Regions from separate parts of the Mus musculus genome. Here region 2 is linked to region 1. A link is a contact called in public Hi-C data. All regions are on one chromosome and are shown on one strand. Each heading gives the region's core, a stretch centred on a gene start, on an enhancer-like site or on the middle of the called end of the contact. The rest is flanking DNA. Distances are from core to core; before and after follow the strand shown.

Evidence for each region. Hi-C and Micro-C count contacts between places; a contact is called where the count stands out from the background.
Region 2: a Hi-C map of embryonic stem cells shows a contact between it and region 1, with 3 times the contacts expected there. The contact joins the promoter of Armc7 here to the promoter of Slc9a3r1 in region 1. A contact is called at or near these places in 5 of 39 promoter capture datasets (cranial neural crest, embryonic stem cells, frontonasal cranial neural crest and 2 more), 1 of 15 datasets of contacts at CTCF or cohesin (the NIH/3T3 cell line), 22 of 484 Hi-C or Micro-C datasets (CD4 T cells, CD8 T cells, CD8 central memory T cells and 13 more), 10 of 115 datasets of contacts at active chromatin or transcription factors (the SCID.adh cell line, bone marrow-derived dendritic cells, effector CD8 T cells and 4 more) and 2 of 9 other capture datasets (liver and pancreatic islet).

The regions. Positions count from the first base shown.
Region 1 is chr11:115,161,191-115,165,146 of GRCm38.p6, reverse strand. Slc9a3r1 (solute carrier family 9 (sodium/hydrogen exchanger), member 3 regulator 1) reads right to left here and starts at 1,806. Exons shown (of 6, transcript NM_012030.2): 1 at 1,196-1,806. The coding sequence starts at 1,621. It overlaps Rab37 (RAB37, member RAS oncogene family), which reads right to left. Exons shown (of 9, transcript NM_021411.4): 9 at 2,907-3,956.
Region 2 is chr11:115,474,034-115,477,989 of GRCm38.p6, reverse strand. Armc7 (armadillo repeat containing 7) reads right to left here and starts at 2,323. Exons shown (of 3, transcript NM_177778.5): 1 at 1,963-2,323; 2 at 1,725-1,868. The coding sequence starts at 2,053. It overlaps Slc16a5 (solute carrier family 16 (monocarboxylic acid transporters), member 5), which reads right to left. Exons shown (of 4, transcript NM_001080934.1): 4 at 3,592-3,956.

The DNA of each region.
Region 1 (3,956 bases), core at 557-3,056:
GGTACTCTCAGGCTCCGCCTTCAACCTTACGGGGCTGAACAGTGCCCTTTCCCTGTGGAGGGAGGATCTTCCTGGCTCCATGGATACCGCTGATCTACATGTGGCGGCGGTATCGATCAGGAAGAGAGAGCCAGTGCGTACTGAAGGGACCCTGCTCCCAGGGTCTGAGCCCTGAACCTGGCCTCCTTCCCTCCTTGTTTTCTAAGGGACAGGGAGGCTCTCAGCACAACTCCTGTTTTGCCAACTGCCCCTCCAGCAGCTGATCCAAACTGGGGTTGTTTGGGGGAAATACCAACCACTGGCAAAACCCAACCAGCCGGCTTACAATCGCTGGACAGAGAAGAGGAGACACCAGGGCGGGACCACCTGCGAGGGTCGGCTCTGCAGGACGCTGCCTGGCCTGTTCCTGCTCCCTCCCCCACCCATCTTTCTCCTTTTCCTCCTCTTCTAAGGTCCTCCCACCAGGCTCCCAGATACCAGCTAGCGAGCGCTTACTCCTCACATTCCAGAGGACCATAAATCCTCCGGGGTGGCAGAGCCACCACCCCCAAGACGCTTCTGCACCTCCTCCCGGCACCCCACCCCCACCCCTAGCTCCGAGACGTTGAGACTTCCTCTCTTTCTTAGAAGTCACTTTAGTCTTGAGAAGGATGAAGTCCAACCGGTGTGAGTTAATGATGCACAAACTAGAGGACCCAGGATGTGGGTAGGGCTGAAGGGGTCCTCCCAGGGACCCTTAGTTATTCAGCCTTTAAGCCACTTTGAGCTACCATCCACAGGGACTGAAGAGAAGAGAGTAGAAAGAGGGAGGGAGGGAGGGAGATGCGGGGGGTGGTGGGGAGAGCTCTTAGCTTAGCTGTAGGCAAGGATAACCCAGGAATGAGTCCGGGTTGTGGGGCGGAATCCAAGGAATGGGAGCAGAGAAGGGGACTGGGTTTCTTTGCGCCGTCTTCGCAAAGTTCAAGCAGTCAGGAGATGCAGGCGGCAAAGGAGCTCCGCTCCCCAGCCAGCCCGGACAGGGCGGTGGGGTCGCTGGTCGCACTCCGAAGCTCGCCTTAGAAACTGCGAAGGCTCCGGGACAGAGGGCAGAAGCCGTTTCCTCCTCGCTGCTCGAGTTTCAGAAAGTGCTTGGAAGTCCGGGGTGCCCGAGTCTCTCTAGAATCCTAGTCCTACACCAAGCCCAACCCGCACTTACCAAGTGGCTCTTTTCGGCCTCATTCTGGTCCCCAGCCTCATGAGTGTCGGCGGCCGCTGGAGGCTCGGCTTGTTCGGACTTCTCCTGGGGGCGCAGCAGCTCTTCCCGGATCGAGACGCCCAGCTTCTTGAGACGCTCGTCGGTCTCCGGGTCGACCACCAGCAGGCGCACGGCGTTCAGCGCTGCGCGGATGCGGCTCACCACCTGCTGATGCGTCTCCTTCTCCACATTCTCACCGTTCACCTCCACCAATCGGTCTCCAGCCAACAACCCCGACTTCTCGGCCGGCGAGCCAGGTTCTACCAGACGGATAAACTGGCCCACCTTGCCCTTCTCCCCGTGCAGGTGGAAGCCGTAGCCATTTGGACCCTTCTCCAGGCAGCAGAGCCGGGGCAGAGGCTCCCCGGCCGCTGCGTCCGCGCTCATCTTGTTCTGCGAAGGCTCAGCGCGGGTGCCGTCGGAGGCCGGGGACTCACGACCTTTCTCCCCGAGCCGCAGAGCTCGAGTTGGGAGCTGAGCACCGCACGGGGCACAGGGAACAGGTGTCCCGGGAACCGCGGTTGCGAACGCACAGGAAGGGAGCCGGCCAATCCCCGCCCTGCGCGGCGTCTGAGCGTTCCAGAACCCGCCCCAGCTCCTAAACCCGAGGGCGGGGCCGCGCGGTGGGTGTGGATCACAGTAGACCAATCAGAAATCACGAACCGGGCTCTTGCGCCAGGGTGAACAAATCTAACCAATCAGGAGAGTGGGGCGTGGCCTGCACTCGGCGCGGCACCCCGCAGCGGGAGAAGAAAAGAGAGCCCAGGAAGTGGAAGTGTTTGTTACCAAGTGCGGAGTTGGGCTGATCGGGCGGGGCCGAGGCCGGGGCTGGGGCGGGGTTCCAGGTACTGAGCCCAGAGGCCCCACGGGCTCCGCTCTGGTTTCCACGTTGTGGAGGGGGATTTAGAAGAGCTAGTCTCTGGGTAAAGGATTCTCAACGCTTTAACCGCCTTGAGCCAAAGCCTGTTGCATAGCTTGGCCCGAGAGAGGGGAGCGACAGTTGCTGGGGAAACCACCCCATGCTCCCCCACACTCACTCCTCCCCCTCCCCAGAGCCAACTTAAGAACCGGACGGATGTCTTCTGTAACACAGTAACACTGTAACAGGGTAACTGTAACAGAATAACTCCGGAGTAGAGTTGTTTAAATAACAAAGTTTCTTCTTGTGGAGCCGCCCCTCTATCCCTGGACATGCATATAGACAGAGGTTTGGGCTCTGATCCCTTCTAGAAACTTGTAGGGCTTGGTAGAGACTGAGGCTCCTTGCAGCCCACCTGGAAGACAGGCTGTCTGAGAACAGATAAATGAATAATAAATAAAGGGCTTAGTTTTGGCAGTAGCCTTTAGCCACGGAGAGAGGGCGGGTGAGACAGCTAGGTAGTCAATCTCAGGATTCACTTCAGAGGGAATGGAAGACTGGCTTTGTTCAACAGAAAAATGACTTGGATTGTGAGATAAGCATTCCAGCTCCCTCTTGCCAGCGCAGATGTGGCCACAGAGGCTGGGGGTGGGGGAGGGTAGTCAGTTAAGGGTAAGTTGAACCTATGAGGACGCCAATGGGTGAAGATGGAATGATTCGGACATTGGGTAACAGTTTCCCACAACGTGCCACGTAACAAACTCTCTAACACGATCCTCCTTCTGGGAATAAACAGAGGGGGAAAAACCGGTCAGAGTATATTTTCCAAAATACTGCAATTTAATTCTGGAAAAACAGAAATGCCAGAGGCCCAGAGCTATGTATGTGACTAGAGCTCCAGCAATCAGCTCAGAGCCCCAGAAGAGAACCCGGAGCCCAGGCTCCTCCCTGATCTTCCTATGAGAGGTCACAGAGAGTTTCCTTATCAACCCAAGTTTAGAGTGCTGACTTTGCTCTGGGAGCAAGATTTCTGCCTTGAAAGCAAATATAGTAACCTCAGATATGTGTAATGCATACTTTCTTGGAGCCTCACTCGCTGCCCAACCTATATAGATGTAGTAAAGCTTCCTTTGGTCATGGATCTGCACACCTCCGAGTGTCCTTCCTTCTAAGGGTCAGATCAGAGCTTTGGGAGACACATGGCCTTGGGCCTACAGGGCTTGTTGCCCCTCTCCGTACCCCAGACTTGCTCATACTTCCTTGTTTTGTGCACATAGCATCAGCCCGCCCCCAAATCGACAACTTCCCACCCTCTCAACCCGATTTAGCGGAAGAGGAAAAGATAAAACCATTTTGCCCTAGTATTGGTCTGAAGTTAAAGAGAGAGAGGGAGAGAGAGAGAGAGCGAGCAAGCTGGGGCTTAGTGGGAAAAACTGGCCTATGGCTTTGTTCAGTTCTGCCTCCCACCCATTCCAGGAGCCAACAAGTTCTTTATCTGGCTCTGACCTCTGCCTTAAATATCCGTGGTGCTGTACACCTTGTCTCGGGATTGGGAGGGAGGGGAAGTTTTTTCCAGACTCTGACCTCTGGTTGTCTAGGAACCCAGGTGGAAAGTTGACAAGAGAGGTTCCATGGGAGAGCGGGGCATCCCCTGGGATGTGAGGTCCAGAGATCAGGAAGGAGTGTTTTCAGGTGCCCCACTGCTCGTGTGTGCTGAAGAAAAAGCCCGTGCACGCTTCCAGAAGGAGGGTTGGGAAAGCCAGAGGTAGCCAAGCAGACTCAGTACCTAGTAATTGCTATTCCTCTTAGGACAATCTCCATGTTTATCTTGCCCAAGGCTTTGGGCTAGCTCCCTGCATGAGG
Region 2 (3,956 bases), core at 1,074-3,573, 310 kb before region 1:
TAACACATCAGCCTCCCTCTAACACATCAGCTTCCCTCTAACACATCAGCTTCCCCTCTAACACATCGGCCTCCCTCTAACACATCAGCTTCCCCTCTAACACATCAGCTTCCCTCTAACACATCGGCCTCCCTCTAACACATCGGCCTCCCTCTAACACATCAGCTTCCCCTCTAACACATCAGCTTCCCTCTAACACATCGGCTTCCCTCTAACACATCGGCCTCCCTCTAACACATCGGCCTCCCTCTAACACATCAGCTTCCCCTCTAACACATCAGCTTCCCTCTAACACATCGGCCTCCCTCTAACACATCAGCTTCCCTCTAACACATCAGCTTCCCTCTAACAGCTTCCTGCTTAGCTGCTTTGTCTACATCGCATATCCAAGATGGCTGAAATGGAAGTAGCGTAAGTAGCGTGACACACCTCCTATGGCTCCATCTGAGTTCCTGTTTATCTCTACTTTGCTTGTTTTATTCGCCACCTAGCTCCCCTTCCAGAATACAATCCCCAACCTGTTCACCATCTCCTCAGAACCTGGGCCAGTACCTTCCTTATAGGGTGCCCAATAATGACTATCTATCATGGGGCAGAGGAGATGGCTTAGTAGGTAAAAGAGCTTGCCACACAATTCTGATGACCTGAATTCGGTTCCAGGGACCTACATAAGAAAACCAGATGCAGTGTCGAGCATCTGGAACCCCAGCACTCTCTCCCCATTAGCTGGAGGCTCACGGCCCAGCTATGGAGTGCACTGCCCTACTCTGAAGGCACAGAGATCTTCCCTTAGCAACTGGAAGAGGAGAACACAACAACAACGACTACCTTAGTTTTTAGAGACGACATCTTACCACATAGCCCTAGATGGTCCAGAACTCAGTACTCACGCTAGGCTGGCCTGGAACTCGGAAAGATCTACCTACCTCTGTCTTCCCAGTACTGGGGATGAAAGGCATGTACCACTGTACTCGGGGAGAACTGACTCTTGACAAATTTCATGCATACAGCCTGGTGCACATGCATACTCACACTCATCCACACACACATGCAAACACACACCTACACAGCAAATGTAAAAGAGTCTACCTTGAATAATTCAAACGGCCTTACAATAACCCAACTATAGGAGTTCTAAGCTACCTTTGCACCTCTTGACAGTAAACAATACAAGGGCAAGCTCCAGCCGGGCAGTGGTGGCGCACACCTTTAATCCCAGCATTTGGGAGGCAGAGAGGCAGGCAGATTTCTGAGTTCAAGGCCAGCCTGGTCTACAGAGTGAGTTCCAGAATAGCCAGGGCTACACAGAGAAATCCTGTCTCAAAAAAATCAAAATCAAGCAAACAAACAAACAAAAAACTAAACTTCTTTCAAAGAGGTTTCACCCCATTTCCTCACTTATTATCTCTTTTCTAAGAGGAAGAAAGACACGACTTGTTTGGAATGAGCTGTGACCCCGATAATGTGTGGAGGAGGAGAAGGTAGGTGGTCCACACACGGCAGCTCTGCCCTAGATGAGATCCCATCCCAAACACTAGTTTGTTTAGTGACAGTGTCTTACTCTGAATCCCAGGCTGGCCCCCAAGTCGCAACCATCCTCCTGCTTCAGCCTCCCGTAATGCTAGTTTTATAGGCGAGTGGCATGCCTGACTCTCAAGTCGCTCTAGTCTATAACTTGGGGGGAGGCGCGCGGGCACGGGGGTTGGGGGCAGCCTAACTCTTACCAATAGCAAACTTGATTAGGGTTTCATTCTCTTCCGACAGAGAATCAAGGAATAAGTCCAGGACTTGTAGTTGCCGTAGGTACTGGTAGTTGCCCGGGTCATAAGCGAAGTTGGCGAGGTTGGCGAGGACTTGCTCCTTGGCATCTGCAATGGGAAGCAGCCCTGGGGTCGGACCTGTGCGGCGGCGGCTGCCGTCAGAACCCTCCTGGGTCCCTCGTGCCCACGCTACACCTCTTACCTTGGCTCTCGGTTTCCTGGAACTCTGTGACCAGCGCCTGCAAGTAGCCTAGCCGCCCGACGTGGGGGTCTATCTTGGGTTTCTGTGCCATGGCTGGGGCGGCGGAGTTGGGAGCTCCGGTAGAGGCCACAAGGCCTGGATCCTGACCTGTCCCGGCGGCGACAGAGCGGCAGCAAACCCAGTCTTGTCCTGAGATCCGCGTCTGCAGCTGGGGATGAGCTGTGGGGGTGGCCAGGGGTCTCAGGATCCTGTCTGAGCCGGATCTGAAAACCAAAATTCAACCCGGGCGAGACGCTGTGGCTTTTCGGAACTGAAGGCAGGCACGCCCCCTTACCACACTCCCTGCACCGCTTCCTGGTTCAGGGCGGAAGTCTCTCTAGCCCCGCCCCAGGAAACGGAGTGAGCGGGACCAGGACGGGATTGGGCGTGGTTACTGGGCGCCTCCTGGGCTTCCCTCCGGATTTCTAGAGCTGGAGGCTTTAACCCTCCACTGCGCAGCCGCCGCAGCGGGGATGCGTCGAAGGAGAGAGGAAGGGAGAGGGGAGGGAAAGAGGAGAAAAGGAGAGAGAGAATGGTGGATGGATTGACAGCCGGGCAGACGGATCTTCAGGCCATCTAGACATGATAGTAGTTTAATCCCAGAACACGGAGTTTAAGGACGGTTTAGTCTACAAGGCAATCCAGAGCTACATGGCAAGACCCTGGTAACAAAACAGAACATCCATCAAACCCCAAACACAATCTTAGGGTCACAAGGAGCGTCAGGGAGGGGCCCAGCTTTGCCGTGCTGTGGTGGAGGTGGAGGATGGAGGCAGTAAGGGTTTTTAGGGCAAGGGTCAGGGGTCATGTACTATGTTTGGTACCAGGGACCTGAATCACAGCAGAATGGTTTGTGTACTTCACCTTTCCCTGGCCCCCACCTCTGGGGTTTAAGTTCCAGTGATCAATCCATGCCCAACATCAACCAAGAGCAAGAGTTTTAGTCTTAGTTTGGATGCTTGAGAACCAAGGTTGCTCCGTGAGAACTCTGTGCCCTTTAGGTTTTATAAGAAGCAGGCTAGGCAGACTTCTTACATCTCAGCTCAAGATGGCCAAGCGTCTGACTAGTCAGAACATCAAAGACCTGGGGACCTGGAGCCTTTGAGATTCCAGAACAAATACTTTGCAGACTCCCCTCAAAATTTTCCAGGGATGGTCCAAAGCAGATCCTGGCTACAAAAGAGTAGACTTTGCTTCCATCTTGTCTCCAAGCCCCAGGCTCCAAAGAACTGGGATTACAGCACACCTGGGCATGGGTGGGGCTGGAGATGGAAGTGAAGGTTTGATGTACGTGACTAAACTACATTTGCACCCTCATTTCTTCGTTGCTTATTGCCCTCAGATTAATGCCATTATTACCAACGGGCAAGTGTGATGAAAATTTCCTAGCTGGAGGATCACAGATTCTATTTTTCCTGGACGTGGGCCTGTTAGCCAGCCCCAACTCTGTTTTCTGTTAGAATGAAAAATAGGTCCCTGGCATTTGCCCTTCAGAGTAGAAACTTCCTTGGGGGGTGGGGGTGGGGTCAAGCTCAGTTCTGAGTTGCGATCCGGAAAGCAGTAGGGGACATTAGACAGAGAGGCAGACTTCAATTGGAAGATGGCATCTCATACAGGCCAAAAAAATTTTTTTAATAACGTTTATTTGTGTGTGTGTATGGTGCGCGCACATGGGCACGCCACAGAACAACTTGTGGTAGTGGGGCCTCTCCTTGTCCATGTGGGTCCCAGGAATCAAACTCAAGTTGTCGGCATGCAGCCAGCACCTTTACCTACTCAGCCGTCTCCACCCAAGGTCTAGAGACAGTGAACATAAGCAACTCAGCAAATGCACGGCTGCAGTACTTCCTTTGACCATGAGGGGGCACTCGTGACAGCACCTTAGAGGAACCGATCGCCTCCTAAAGATGCTTATTCATGCCAGATGGACTTGTGGAGGAGGATGGCTGGCGTCA